Linked DNA regions of Sus scrofa: all the other regions are linked to region 2. Evidence: chromatin contacts called from public Hi-C and HiChIP or PLAC-seq data. All regions are on one chromosome and are shown on one strand. Each heading gives the region's core, a stretch centred on a gene start, on an enhancer-like site or on the middle of the called end of the contact. The rest is flanking DNA. Distances are from core to core; before and after follow the strand shown. Region 1 holds the start of UBAP2 (ubiquitin-associated protein 2). Region 2 holds the start of B4GALT1 (beta-1,4-galactosyltransferase 1). Region 3 holds the start of TOPORS (E3 ubiquitin-protein ligase Topors).

Region 1 (4,158 bases), core at 1,049-3,548, 560 kb after region 2:
GAGACACTCCTGGTGAGCACTGCACAGGCTACACCAGTTACCAGGAAAGGGAAGCAGAGGTGTTATTGTTGTTCCAGCCTGGTTCTAAAGGCAGCTCCATGTGACTAGTGCAGGCCCAGCCCACATTTAAAGAGAGAGGCAGAGTAAACCAGAGCAGCATGAAACAGGCAGGAGGGGCAATTACCACAACCCTTTCCCATGGCCTCATTCCCATGCCACCACTTCCAGTCATATTTCAATGATAACAAAAACCTCCTTTCTCTGAATCATATTCTGAATTATTGAAGGTCAGAAGCAATAAGGAAGCAAACGGACAAAAATCAGAGCTGTGGGAAACAAGTGGGCCAGGGTGCGGGGCCGGGGACATTGGGGTGGGGGGTGACTACTCAACATATATGTGAACTAGCCTTAAGGACGAAAAATCAGGAAGAACACACTGGAAGCAAGCCCAAGAGTAGTGTGGCGGAAACTAATCACGTCTGCCCTATGGTAAGACAAGGCTTCAGAGCAATGGGAGGATAGCCCTAACTTAGGGGCTCTACAGGCAGGTTAGAGATTCGGGTGCACTGGAAGACCATAACATCTCCAGAGAGTGGAATTTATCCCTTCCTGAGACAGACACCACCCCAAGAGAGTCACCCAATCCCCTCTGTAGGAGAGCTTAAGTATTAATATTCACCTTCCTTCCACTTCCATTAGACAAACTGACACTAAAAATTAAGAATGCACAATTTCTGGTGAAAAGCGAGGATTAGACTACTCACATATCCCTTGGTCTTAAAAGTACTATCATAATCGAAGCGAAAATATAAAATTACATTCACCCAAAAAATGAATTGTATGCCCTTTATCAGATAAAAGATGATCTCTGGACACCTTATGGAGACCTTCAAAACTCTCAATTATTCAGACGCACAAGAGCTGAAGAAAGTAAGCCTAAATACTAGTAGAGACATCTTGGATACAAGTAGAAACAATATCCAACAGAGGTGGAAGTAAACTACCGGATTATGTCAAACAGGAAATAACAGGAATGATGATGGAATCACGCAATCAACTCCCAGAGAGAACAAGGATGAGACCAGAGTGGTGAGAACAGTGGTGGCACGTGAGGTGCGAGGACAACTAATTAGACTGAAAACCCTGGGGGAAAAGTGGAAAGCCAAGTGAAAAGTGATTCAGCGGCAAAGAAAACTGAGATGCAATGCACCAATGGAAGAGTAACATTTTGAATAGTATTCTAAGAGTGCTTTAGTTTACAAAGCTCTTGCAAACCTACACTAAAGAACAACTGTGACACGGCCAGACTACAGGAACTGGGAACGTGGAGGAAAACTGAGTCCTAAGTGTCTGACACCAAAACCTTCCCGAATGAAGAGGAGAAGTGGAACTGCACTAGCCTCTGGGTAGCCGGGAAAGGCGAGAGAGCGCAGAAGTAAGGCTCTGAAATATCTAGTCCCAGGTCTAGCGACAGGCATGAAAACGGAAAAGTGGTCGGTCGGCGACAGCGTGGCGCGGGAGCTCCAGCGGACAGGCAAGGGAGGGACAACGGTGGGAGAGAAAACCACACCCTCCAGGGCAGAAACCCGACCGGGGGGAGGGGAAGGCGCCCCCTGGGGCTGGGTGGGGCCGGGACGACAAGCGTTGGGGTAGGCAGGAAGGAGCCCCGGACAACCCGCGGGAGAGAGGAAGGACTGCACCAGGCCTGGGCAAACTGAGGACGCGTGAAACCAGCGAGGGAAGCTCGGCCCGCTTTCACGGGTGGGCGCTGGGGCACTATGAAGAAGGTTGGAGAAAAGAAGAACAGAAGCCAGGACTACCGGGCGCAAGCTGCAGAGCTCAGGGACCTGGACCGGGGAAGGTGAGAGAAGGTGCCAATTACCGCTGCTGCTCTCGCTGGACTCGGGACCCGCTGCTGCTGCTGCCGCTGCCGCTGCCGCTTGCCGCTGCCGCTGCCGCCGCCGCCGCCGCCGCTCGTTACCTGCCAATGTGCCTCTTACAAAGCGGCGGCGGCGGCAGAGGCTGCTCGGCCCGTCACGTGACCTCTACGTCATGGGCGAAGGAGGAGCCACTACAAGTCGCTCGCCCGCGGCTCGTCATCAACCCGCCCACAGAGCGCGTCGCTCTCACTAACCAACCCCCCGTCATGCCCTCCAGACTGGGCCAGCATGGTTGAGGCAGGGGGAGGCACGCAGATGGAGCCAACAAGGGCGAGTTTACGCAGTTTCTCGTACTCGGAGTTGTTAGGGACGTGCTAGCTCCCGCCTCCAGGAAGCCCACAAGTGCAGCTCGTTGTCGCGCTGTGATGACCTCACAAGGCACCACAGGTCGCTGCCTTGCGGCCGCCTTCCTCTCATCACGTGAAGTGGTCCAACCACTCAAGAAGACCCTAGCCTGCCAAGCGTTGCGCCAGGGCACTACGATTCTCAACTTGCTGCACAGCAAAGCCATCTACCACCACATCCTTTCCCTCGTGGCTTCATGGATGGTGCGGCTGTGACTTCGGACCGAGGGAAGGCCGAGACGGAAAGCGGACAGGGCAGGCATCTGAGACTAATGCTAGTGAGCGGCCCCTGCTAGGCAGCTGAGCATGATTCCTGCTGGGAGATGTAGTCGCCGTGGGAGGTGGGGTTCGGCTACCACCTTCCCGAGCCGGCGCTCTGCCCCGCCCCCCTGCGCGGGAAAACACCAACGGCTCGCGGAGATATCCGTTGCACCCAGCTGGCTTCCCAGGGAACCTCCACCGGAGTGGGAAGGCCCCGAGGCTTACGTCCTACGAAACGTGGGCTCAAATTATGCAGTCCCAAGCCCCTTATGCGTGAAAAGACTAACATTTCTAGAAAGCCTACTCGTCAGCCGTTTATACAACCAGTTTTATTAAGTCGTAAAGTCAACCCTTTGAGGCTGGGATTGTCCCGGTTTTAAGCAAAGAGAAAGGATCAGGGAGGTTCAGTTGTTAACTGGCTGAGGAGACCCAAACCAGATTATCTGTCTCCTAATAATGAATAACCTGCCTCTCAAAATGACCTCACCTGTTAAGCATAAAGAAGGAGCTAATGGTTTATAATTGTAGCAGAGTATTTTAGAGTATGTTCTCAATTACTGGACGGTTGACCCTCAAAGGCAGTATCTAAGGACTTTGGAATCCAGCAGGCCTTACCTCGATTTGAGCTTTCCTTTGTGATAACACCGCTTCACCAGGTTGTGAAATAAGATTATGTAAAATACCAGATTGGCACAGAATAAACCCTCAATAAATATTAGCGATTATTTTCACACCCTGCATGTATCCTTGGGCACCATAGGTCCAAGATGAAAAGGGAATTAGCACATACTGATCTTTGTATGGGGCACTCTACGAGTTACTAACTTGCCAGGTACTAATAGACTTGTAGGTTAAAGTACTTGATGCAAAACACTTGAATCCTTAATAGCCTGCTCAGTTCAAGGGAAAACTTTGTTTTTCATCTGAATTGATCAAGAATGCTCAGGCTGTGCCTTTAACAAATAGAACTTATTATCATGACCATTCATGTGTAGATGTATCTTATCTCTCTTTTTACAGTGAGCTAGCGTTGTATATAGTCAGTTTAGTCTTCCTTCTTTTTGTATTTCTGCTGTATAGAAATGTGTGGGAGAGGAGTTCCCATCTTGGCACAGCAGAAACGAATCTGACTGGGAACCACGACGTTTCGGGTTCAATCTCCGGCCTCATTCAGTGGCCTAAAAATCCGGCATTGCCATGAGCTGTGGTGTAGGTCGAGGATGCGGTTCGGATCTGGTGTTGCTGTGGCTACAGGTCCAATTAGACCCCTAGCCTGAGAACCTCCATATGCCGTGGGTGCAGCCCTAAAAAGAAAGACCAAAAAAAGAAAAAAAGAAATGTGTGGGAGAGTCAAAGATAAAAACCATCCTTTGAGAGGCACAGACATAATGGAAAGAGCACAAGAAAACACTTCCAAAGGATCTATACGAACCTGCTAACAGCTGTTTTTGAGAAGTGGGAAAGAGGGTTTGTGATTGAGGGCGCAGTGAAAAGAAACTATAGTCTATAAGTTAACTATCTGCATGGAGGAGTTCCCATCGTGGCACAGGGTAAACAATCCAACTAGGAACCATAAGGTTGCAGGCTCTATCCCTGGCCTCGCTTAGTGGGTT
Region 2 (3,694 bases), core at 971-3,470:
CAATGAAGAACAAAAGGTCAAAACCGGGCCTCTCTAGGTCCTGGGGACTCACTAACTTTCTACTGCCTTCTCTGCTGTTCAGAGCCATTTCCAGAGTCTAAGAAAATGGAACTTCAAGCCCCAGGTCCTATTTGCCATGTACTTAACATACACAATCTCATTTAGTCCTCAAAATAACCCTGGGAGTTAAGCATGGACAACCCCATTTTACACATGAGAAAGAAACTCTGAGAAACTCTGTACCATGCCTGAGGTCAGACACTGAGCATCATGGCAAAGATTTGATCAACTTCATAGGATTAGTCTGTTTACATCAAGTCCAAAAGAATTCAAATTTCTGCTTTAAAAAAAAAAAATCCCCCTTTTATAACCACAATTCATGTCTGACCAAGTCCAAGAGTGTCCTCCCAAACTTGATACGAAAATGTTTAAGTAATTATTGGAGAAATTGAGCAAGAGCGTGTAGGAGGTCTGCCCCGCTAGGGCTCCATGAAAAGGGGACAGAGTTTCTGCTGGCAGGATGCCTGCCCTCCTGCCAGGACCCTTCACTTGGAACACCTCTCTCTATACCCTGGCCCCAAAAATGAGCAACCATCTGTCCGGTAATCTTGGGAGCAACCTGTGGCTGCCTTTGGCTTGACTGCCTGTGGAGATCCAGGAGGGCATGGGCTCAACCTCCTTCTGAAATAAAGGACTGCAAGCCCCCGACCCAAGCTCTCTGCCTTCCGGAAACAGAGGCCCTGGTCCAGATCACCTGGGCAATATAACTGAGACTGCAGGCTGCTCCCAGAAAGGGAAAACTTGGTGCTAACTGGTTCTATTTTAGCCCTTCAGCCTCCAGGGTATACACATCATACAAACACCCTCAGCCCCTTGGGAGGGCCTTAGGTTTGGGGAACAAATAAGGGCAAGAAGCAGGGTAGGAGGGCCATAGGGCTGATCTTCCCTGAGGAGGGATTCACACAGGGGAGGAACAGAACACAACAGTGACAATTTACTCAATGAAAACTCTTGTTTATACTATGTCATCTAATCTTCCAAAATACTCCCCTGAAACAGGTACCACTTATTGTTCCCTTTTAGCAAATGAGAAACCAGAGCTTTCCGGGCAAGTCATTTGCCCAAAAGCTCAGGAAAAAAAGTTAGCACACACTCAGGAGATAGCAGTTCTCTGGGAAGACAGGAGACGTGATCTGGGAGGTCGGCTCCCTTCCCTACTGGAGGCCTCACCATCGCTAGAGCTCGTTTCTCTGCGCTGCACTGTAGTGCCTACCACAGCTAGCAGGGCGAAGGCTGCTCCAAGTCGACTCAAACTCTCAAAACTTCTTGAGGTTTGGGCCAGAGCAAGGAAGTCTCCAAGGCCTTCTCCGGTTCTGGGGCCAAGAAGGGCCTAGGCTTTCCTAAACCGTCCCCGCCCCAGCCTCTAACACCAGTCCGAAGGGATTCACCTCCCAACCTCCCACCCCCATCCAGCCGGGAACCTCTGTTTGGGATTAGGGACTCTGATCCACAATAAAGAGACCGGCTGTCATAGAAAAGGTCAGGGGAGAACGTCCGGGGGATCCTGTCTGGGAAATTCGGGGAAGTCCCCGAATCCTTACCGAGCAGCGGGGACTCCTCAGGGCATGCGGGCGGCAACCGTGCTGCGGTGGAGGGCACTGGGGCCGAAGTCAAGTTGCTGGCGGGTCCCGGGCCCGGGCGAGAGTCTGCGTCTGGGCTGGAGTCGCCACCCGAGCTCGGCTTGGAGGAGGCGCGCAAAGGCGGCTGCGGTGCGGCCCCTCGGGGCCGGAGCTCCCCGGAGGGCTGCCCGATGGCGGCGGCGCTGTTAGAGCCGCCCTGCAGCGGTGTGGGGACCCCGACCAGCTGAGGCAGGCGGCTTAGGTCGCGGCCAGTCAGGTAGTAGATGAGGGTGACGCCAAGATGCAGCGCGCAGACAGCCACGAGCAGGCGGCAGGCCCGTTGCAAGGACGCGCCCGGCATCGTCGCGGCGCTGCCGCCCAGGAGCGGCTCCCGAAACCTCATCTTCCCGCCGCCGCTTTAAGAGGGGGTGGGCTACGGTGGGGAGGGCGGCCCGCCCGCGGGCCGCCAGCCAGGCACTGCCCGACCACTGTAATTGGGGGAGGGACCAGTGGGAAGGCGAGGGAGCGGCGCCGGCGGACAAGCCGCGGAACTCGGAGACTGGCCGGCTCCACAGCCGAGCAAGCAGAAGTGCGCCTGGGGCGCGGGCGCGGACAGGGGCGGGGCCGGGGCCTCCAGCGGGGCGGGAGCGGGGCAGCTGGTAGGAGCAGGGTTTTCGGAACGGGGGCTGGAGGGCGGGGCCTTCGGGGGCGGGGCCTCTGGAGCTGCTGGTGTCGGAGCACTTTCGGGAATACTTTGCAATCCGCAGGCATGGGGCTGGGGCTTCAGGCTCCCACCTGCCCTCCTCCCCAGCCTGCTCAGTGGGCCTTTGGCCCTACTAAACCGAGCTTCCTCCTCTTCCTCTTCCTCCGAGCTGTCCCCGAGAGGTGCCGCCACTTCCTGCAGTGCCGAAGGGCTAGGGTATGCGCCTGGGCCTGCTGCGCGGCAGCAGAGAAGAGGGCGGAGAAAAGAGCAGGCTGGTTGTGATCTCGAGGGGTTGGGAGTCCTAGCGGTGGGCCTTTCCGGACGGTGGGCCTCTGTAGGCCTGCGGGGTCCGGAAGAGAAGCAGAAAAAGGTTGCCCAGGAAACGGCTTCGACGGCCGGCCGGAGGTAGGACAACCGAAGAGGGATTCTCTGAAACATTCGGAACACCCTCCCTTGGCCGAGCGAGGCTCCTCTATCTAGGTGAGGGCCCAGCAAAGAGGCACGGAAAAGAAAACGCTCACTCTCCTAAAGCCAGGGTTAGGGGATCTCAAAGACCCGCCCAGCTCGGTTTAGGGGTGTGTGGGTGCCTCTTCTAGCGCATCCCACACCATGCTTTGAGTGGGAGAGTGGCAAAGCGCCTCAGTAACTCCCACACCGCCATGCTGGAGGAGAGCAGCCAGCTTTATTTACAGTCTACACGGGCCTGGACACAATCCCATGGAGTGGGACTTGTCCCCATTTTACAGAGAATGTTTGAAGCTCAGGAAAATTAAGAAGCTTGCCTAAGATCCCACAGCTGGTGAGAGGCAGAAGCAGAATTCTGGCTCTAAAACCTTTGCTTACCACTTGTTAATATGCAAGTAAGGGCTGGAAACTGTGCAGGTGAGTTTTAGGCGCTGAAGTTGCTTAGTTCTAATTTGACCCAGAGGCCACTGGTCCTGCCCACTGATTGCCTGAAAGAGCAGAGACACCTCATTCCTGAGAAGGACTGGTGGAGGTGCTGTCATTTACATGAATGGGGAAGCTGAGGGCTGAGGCAGCCAACTCTGAAGAGGAGGAAATAATAACAATGCTTCCATAGACTGAGTTTCCTATATGCCAGGAAGTCTAGTTGCAACACTGTGAATTAGGCATTTGTTAACTGTTGCCATTTCACAGAGGAGAAAACTGAGGCTTGGGTATCACAGGGTTGTGATCACACAGAATCATCTTTCTTCCCTTGGCTTCCTGGACACCCAGCTTTCCTGATCTTCACTGGCCACTCCTTTGCCTCTTTTGTGGGCTTCTCTTCCCCACTTTTCGAAGGCCCCAGGCCATGGTCCATGATGCTTTTTTCAGTCTACGTACTCCCCAGGCGTGACTTATAATAGCT
Region 3 (3,975 bases), core at 1,357-3,856, 550 kb before region 2:
AAATTACCTACCAAAAATTCTATCCATTTTTGCACTCAAATCACTATTTGTTTTTTCTCAGTACTGCCCCCTTCCAGTCTACCAATCAGCAGCCCGTGAGAAAAGCTGCACTGACTTGATGAAGAAGTCACAGGCTCAAGGGATGTAACAGTACACAGACAACTCCAACAGCCACAGCGACAGTCCCTTCCTTAGGGTGAGCACCGCGTGCATTACATAATCACAACGAACTAAAATATTGTTATTCCCATTTTACAGACATACTCAGAGAGGTTAGGCAACCCATCCAAGGTCACATCTCTGACAGAGGTGACGCCACGATTCAGACTCGACTGTTTTGTGTTTTGTGTCAGGTTTTTCCCTTACGACCAAGCTCCATCTAGTACACCGCCGCGCTCGCGCTCTCGGGAGCGCTGCTAAGAAACGCAGCCCTTCCCCGCCCACCCGAACCGCGTGGATCCACAGGTGTGCCGCAGGAGCCGTTGTCCCAGACCCCGGCCCGCCGGGTCGCGACGGCCCCTCAGGCCCGACCGCAGCTCCCGCGCCCCTGGGCCTCGATGCGAGCGGGAGCTTGGGCTCGCCCAGCCCTTCCGACCTCCGCGCCCCATTGTTCCCGATCTCACTCACCTCGGAGGATGCCGGTGCAGGCCCGGCTGGGGCGCTCGTGGCAAGCTCCCGGCGGCCCAGAAAGCTGGGTCGGTGACGGCAGGACCCACGAAGGCGAACCCGGCGACTTCTCCGCCGGCCCTCAAGAGCCGGAGCGGGCGGGGGCGCTTCACCCTCCTCGCGAGACAGCGGAGACCCCGGCGGCTGCTGCGACCCCTGTGACGTAAAGCGATCATCACCAATGGCAGCTTGGGGGCGGTGGCAGAAGGCAAAACCCACTTGGCAGGCCCAGCGCGTCAAAACACAGCACCCGCCAACGTAACGCATGCGCGGTGGAAGACGCCAGCAGCGAGGGCGGGGCCTAGCGCGCGCAGCCCGGACCCGGCCCTTCCCCCACCGTCCACCGCCCTCCGCCCCAGGAATGGGAGCGGCGAGAGCACCCCCCAGACAGAAATCGCTACCACAGCTTCACTCCTGTTACTATCAATCTCTCGGGGGGTGGCGGCAGGGGGGTTAATGTTCGCTTCTACCTTACCCGGAAGACACGGTAACTAGTTCGATCTCCTTTCAAACCTCACCAAACTCTGAGAAGTTACTGAAACTCTCTGCTGTACAGATAAAGGAACGGAGTTACACGGAGCTGAAGTGACTTTCGGTTGCAGTTACCAACCAACACCGGGATTCGAATGGAATCCCAAGTCCGAGGTTTACAGTCTTCAGAGACAGAGATCTATTCCAGTCTGGGGATAAACAGGGATTTTACCTATGACCACAGAGCCTTGAAATCGTCCCCAGATGACGTTTTCCTCCTTCCGCACTCCCCGAAAGCTGGATGAAAACTCTGTGCAGTTCATAACTGAGATACTTAGAGACAAGACATCTAGAGCCTAAAGCGGCCCGTTGCCTCATTCTACCGTTAGGCCTCAAATGTGCGCGTCCCAAACATTCTAGAGCTGAACTTACTACAACGGCCCGAGTACAGAACTCCGTCCTTTGGCTTAATATTTATCTGATCTTGCTACCGTTCTGAGCACAAATGTTCAACCAACACTTGTTGATTGGCAGGTACATTAGGCTAGGTAGTCCGTGCCAGGTGATTTCTTTTTATAAGTATCACTGGCATCAACAAGCCATCGCGTTCTCAAAGACTTTTTAAAGAAGCTCAATTAACAAGGACTCCCATAACGATGCGTTAGTTAACATAAAAGCGGGCGGCATTCTAGCTTACTTCAAAGATAAATATACACGAACGACTACCTATGTTGTGGGAACAAGTCCCGGAGGAAACATTAATTCTTCCACCGCTGGACGCCGGTGTAATATTTAAAACGTGGATTTTTTTTTCAAGTAAACTTTTAAATGCACACGACAGTACCTTATCCTGCATTAATACTGCACAGCAAGTGAAGGAAGATCGGCTGACGAGTCAAGCCTATCCCTCTCAGCGGCAAAAACAAAAAACCCACTTTTGAAGTAAATAATTCCTCGTTTCTCTCACCTCCTCCCTCAAAGGCGGGCTAGGCCGCCGTCACGTGACCCGCCCCCAGCTCCGGGCGGAAGAGGCCGGCCGCTCGATGGGAAACGCGCGCGGAGGCGACGGGGCGGGCGCTCGCGCCCGGCTGCAAGATGGCCGCCGCCGCCGCCGCCGCCCGGCAGCCACCGCCCCGGAGGATACTACAAGGCCTGTAGCTTCCGCCCGTGCCCGTGGACCGCCGCCGCCTCCTTACCATGAAGCCAGTGAGTCGCCGCACCCTAGACCGGATTTATTCAGCGGTAGGCCCCGGGCCTGGCGGGGCCCCAAGGGCTCGACTCCTCCGGCCCGCGGGTGGAAGGCCCCGTATTTCTTCAGCGCCCAAAAACTCCAAAATCCATTCCTGAATTAAGCTTTTCACTCCCTCACCTCGACTCCGCCTCTTCCTGGAGGACACGCTCTTCCGCTTCTTACGTCAGGGCGGCTTGGTGTACTCGCCTCCGGAACCCCATTTATTCGTTTGTTATTAAAATTTGCACCTTGGCAACGTGCAGGGCTGTCTGATGGGGGCGGGGAGGAAATGCCACTCACGTGTTTTTGCTTTTACTCCTTTTCTTGCATTTTTCAGTTGCTCCTCGCGGTCGTACTACTCTCATGGGGATATGTCATCTATGCATCAACTGTAGCTGCGCGGCGACAGCTAAAGAAGGAACACCCAGACAAAATGTTCGGGACGAATGAACATTTGTAACGCCTCTGAATTTAATTCTATGTATATACAGTTCTTTACCTCATGCTTATCGGACTCGTCTTGATTCACAATAAAATCCTTAATACAAGTTTCCACTTTCATTTTGGTGTAGTCTTTTGTAATAACCGTTAATGTATTAATTTATCAAATATTTAGGGGTTTGTCTTTTATCATCTCATATAACAAAGAACCTGGATCTGACAGCCTTTCAAGCTAGTTTCTAAAACACTTTTGAAATGCCTCAAAAAGCCTTCTTTAAAACAATCTGTAGTTCCCATTGTGGCTCAGCGGTAACAAACCAGGCTAGTAGCCATAAGGATGCCGGTTCAATCCCTGGCCTCACTCCTTGGGTTAAGGATCTGGAGTTGCATGTGCTGTGTGGTGTAGGTGGTGGACGCAATTCAGATCTGGCATGGCCATGGCTGTAGCAATTAGACCCCTAGTCTGGGAATTTACATGTGTGTGTGGGGGGGGGCGGCCCTAAAAGGCAAAAAGAAAAAATTGAAAGTGTGTAAAATTTCTTATATTTATTGCATGATTTCATTATGTTGCATACCTTCACATAAGACTAGATTACATACTGTAAGAAAAAAACTATCATGTGACTAAATTTCCTACATCCTCTTTCCAAATCAAGAATGGCCAAAAAAGTGACTTGCTCAAATCATTTAACATGCCCAGTTTTTATTTATTAAATAATTCAAAGAGTCTCAAATTGTATAATGTTTGGGAAGAAAAAGACACATATCTGAGAGTAAACTTTATTAAAGTTACTTTTCCAGAAAATATATTCAGTAAGTGTGGTAATATAGCTCATATGCCTTTGAAATTTTAAAGTTATCTTCAGTGATGTTGATCAGGAAATTCTTTCATTAGTGGGATTACTTCTCCAGTTTCCAGGATTGTATCACCCTAGAAAAACAAAGATGCATTAGTGAAAAATCTTGTCTTCAGAGGTGATAGTTCCACCATGTGGATAGACCTTGTGGAAAATCTAGTTCAGCTCTGTCATTCACACTTTAAAAGGGACAAAAGCAAAATAGATGCTGTCTGAAGATAAGCAACCAGTATTCAAAGTCTTAAGGTGTAAGTGAAAGAAGAGGGGAAGTTTCACTCAAGCAAAATGACCAGAAAGAACAAGAAAGTT

Evidence for each region. A called contact is a pair of places that touch in the nucleus more often than the background predicts. HiChIP or PLAC-seq counts read pairs in DNA pulled down with a chosen protein or histone mark.
Region 1: an H3K27ac HiChIP or PLAC-seq map of alveolar macrophages shows a contact between it and region 2. The contact joins the promoter of UBAP2 here to the promoter of B4GALT1 in region 2. A contact is called at or near these places in 1 of 5 promoter capture datasets (fetal liver) and 1 of 2 datasets of contacts at active chromatin or transcription factors (alveolar macrophages).
Region 3: a Hi-C map of heart right ventricle shows a contact between it and region 2, with 4 times the contacts expected there. The contact joins the promoter of TOPORS here to the promoter of B4GALT1 in region 2. A contact is called at or near these places in 1 of 47 Hi-C or Micro-C datasets (heart right ventricle) and 1 of 2 datasets of contacts at active chromatin or transcription factors (alveolar macrophages).

What each region holds. Positions count from the first base shown.
Region 1 is chr10:32,753,847-32,758,004 of Sscrofa11.1, reverse strand. UBAP2 (ubiquitin-associated protein 2) reads right to left here and starts at 2,298. Exons shown (of 28, transcript XM_021064693.1): 1 at 1,883-2,298.
Region 2 is chr10:33,315,821-33,319,514 of Sscrofa11.1, reverse strand. B4GALT1 (beta-1,4-galactosyltransferase 1) reads right to left here and starts at 2,220. Exons shown (of 6, transcript XM_003130680.4): 1 at 1,602-2,220. The coding sequence starts at 2,022.
Region 3 is chr10:33,864,598-33,868,572 of Sscrofa11.1, reverse strand. It overlaps TOPORS (E3 ubiquitin-protein ligase Topors), which reads right to left and starts at 2,606. Exons shown (of 3, transcript XM_013980194.2): 1 at 2,334-2,606; 2 at 628-822. The coding sequence starts at 2,336. It overlaps NDUFB6 (NADH:ubiquinone oxidoreductase subunit B6), which reads right to left. Exons shown (of 4, transcript NM_001044554.2): 4 at 3,581-3,740. The coding sequence ends at 3,672.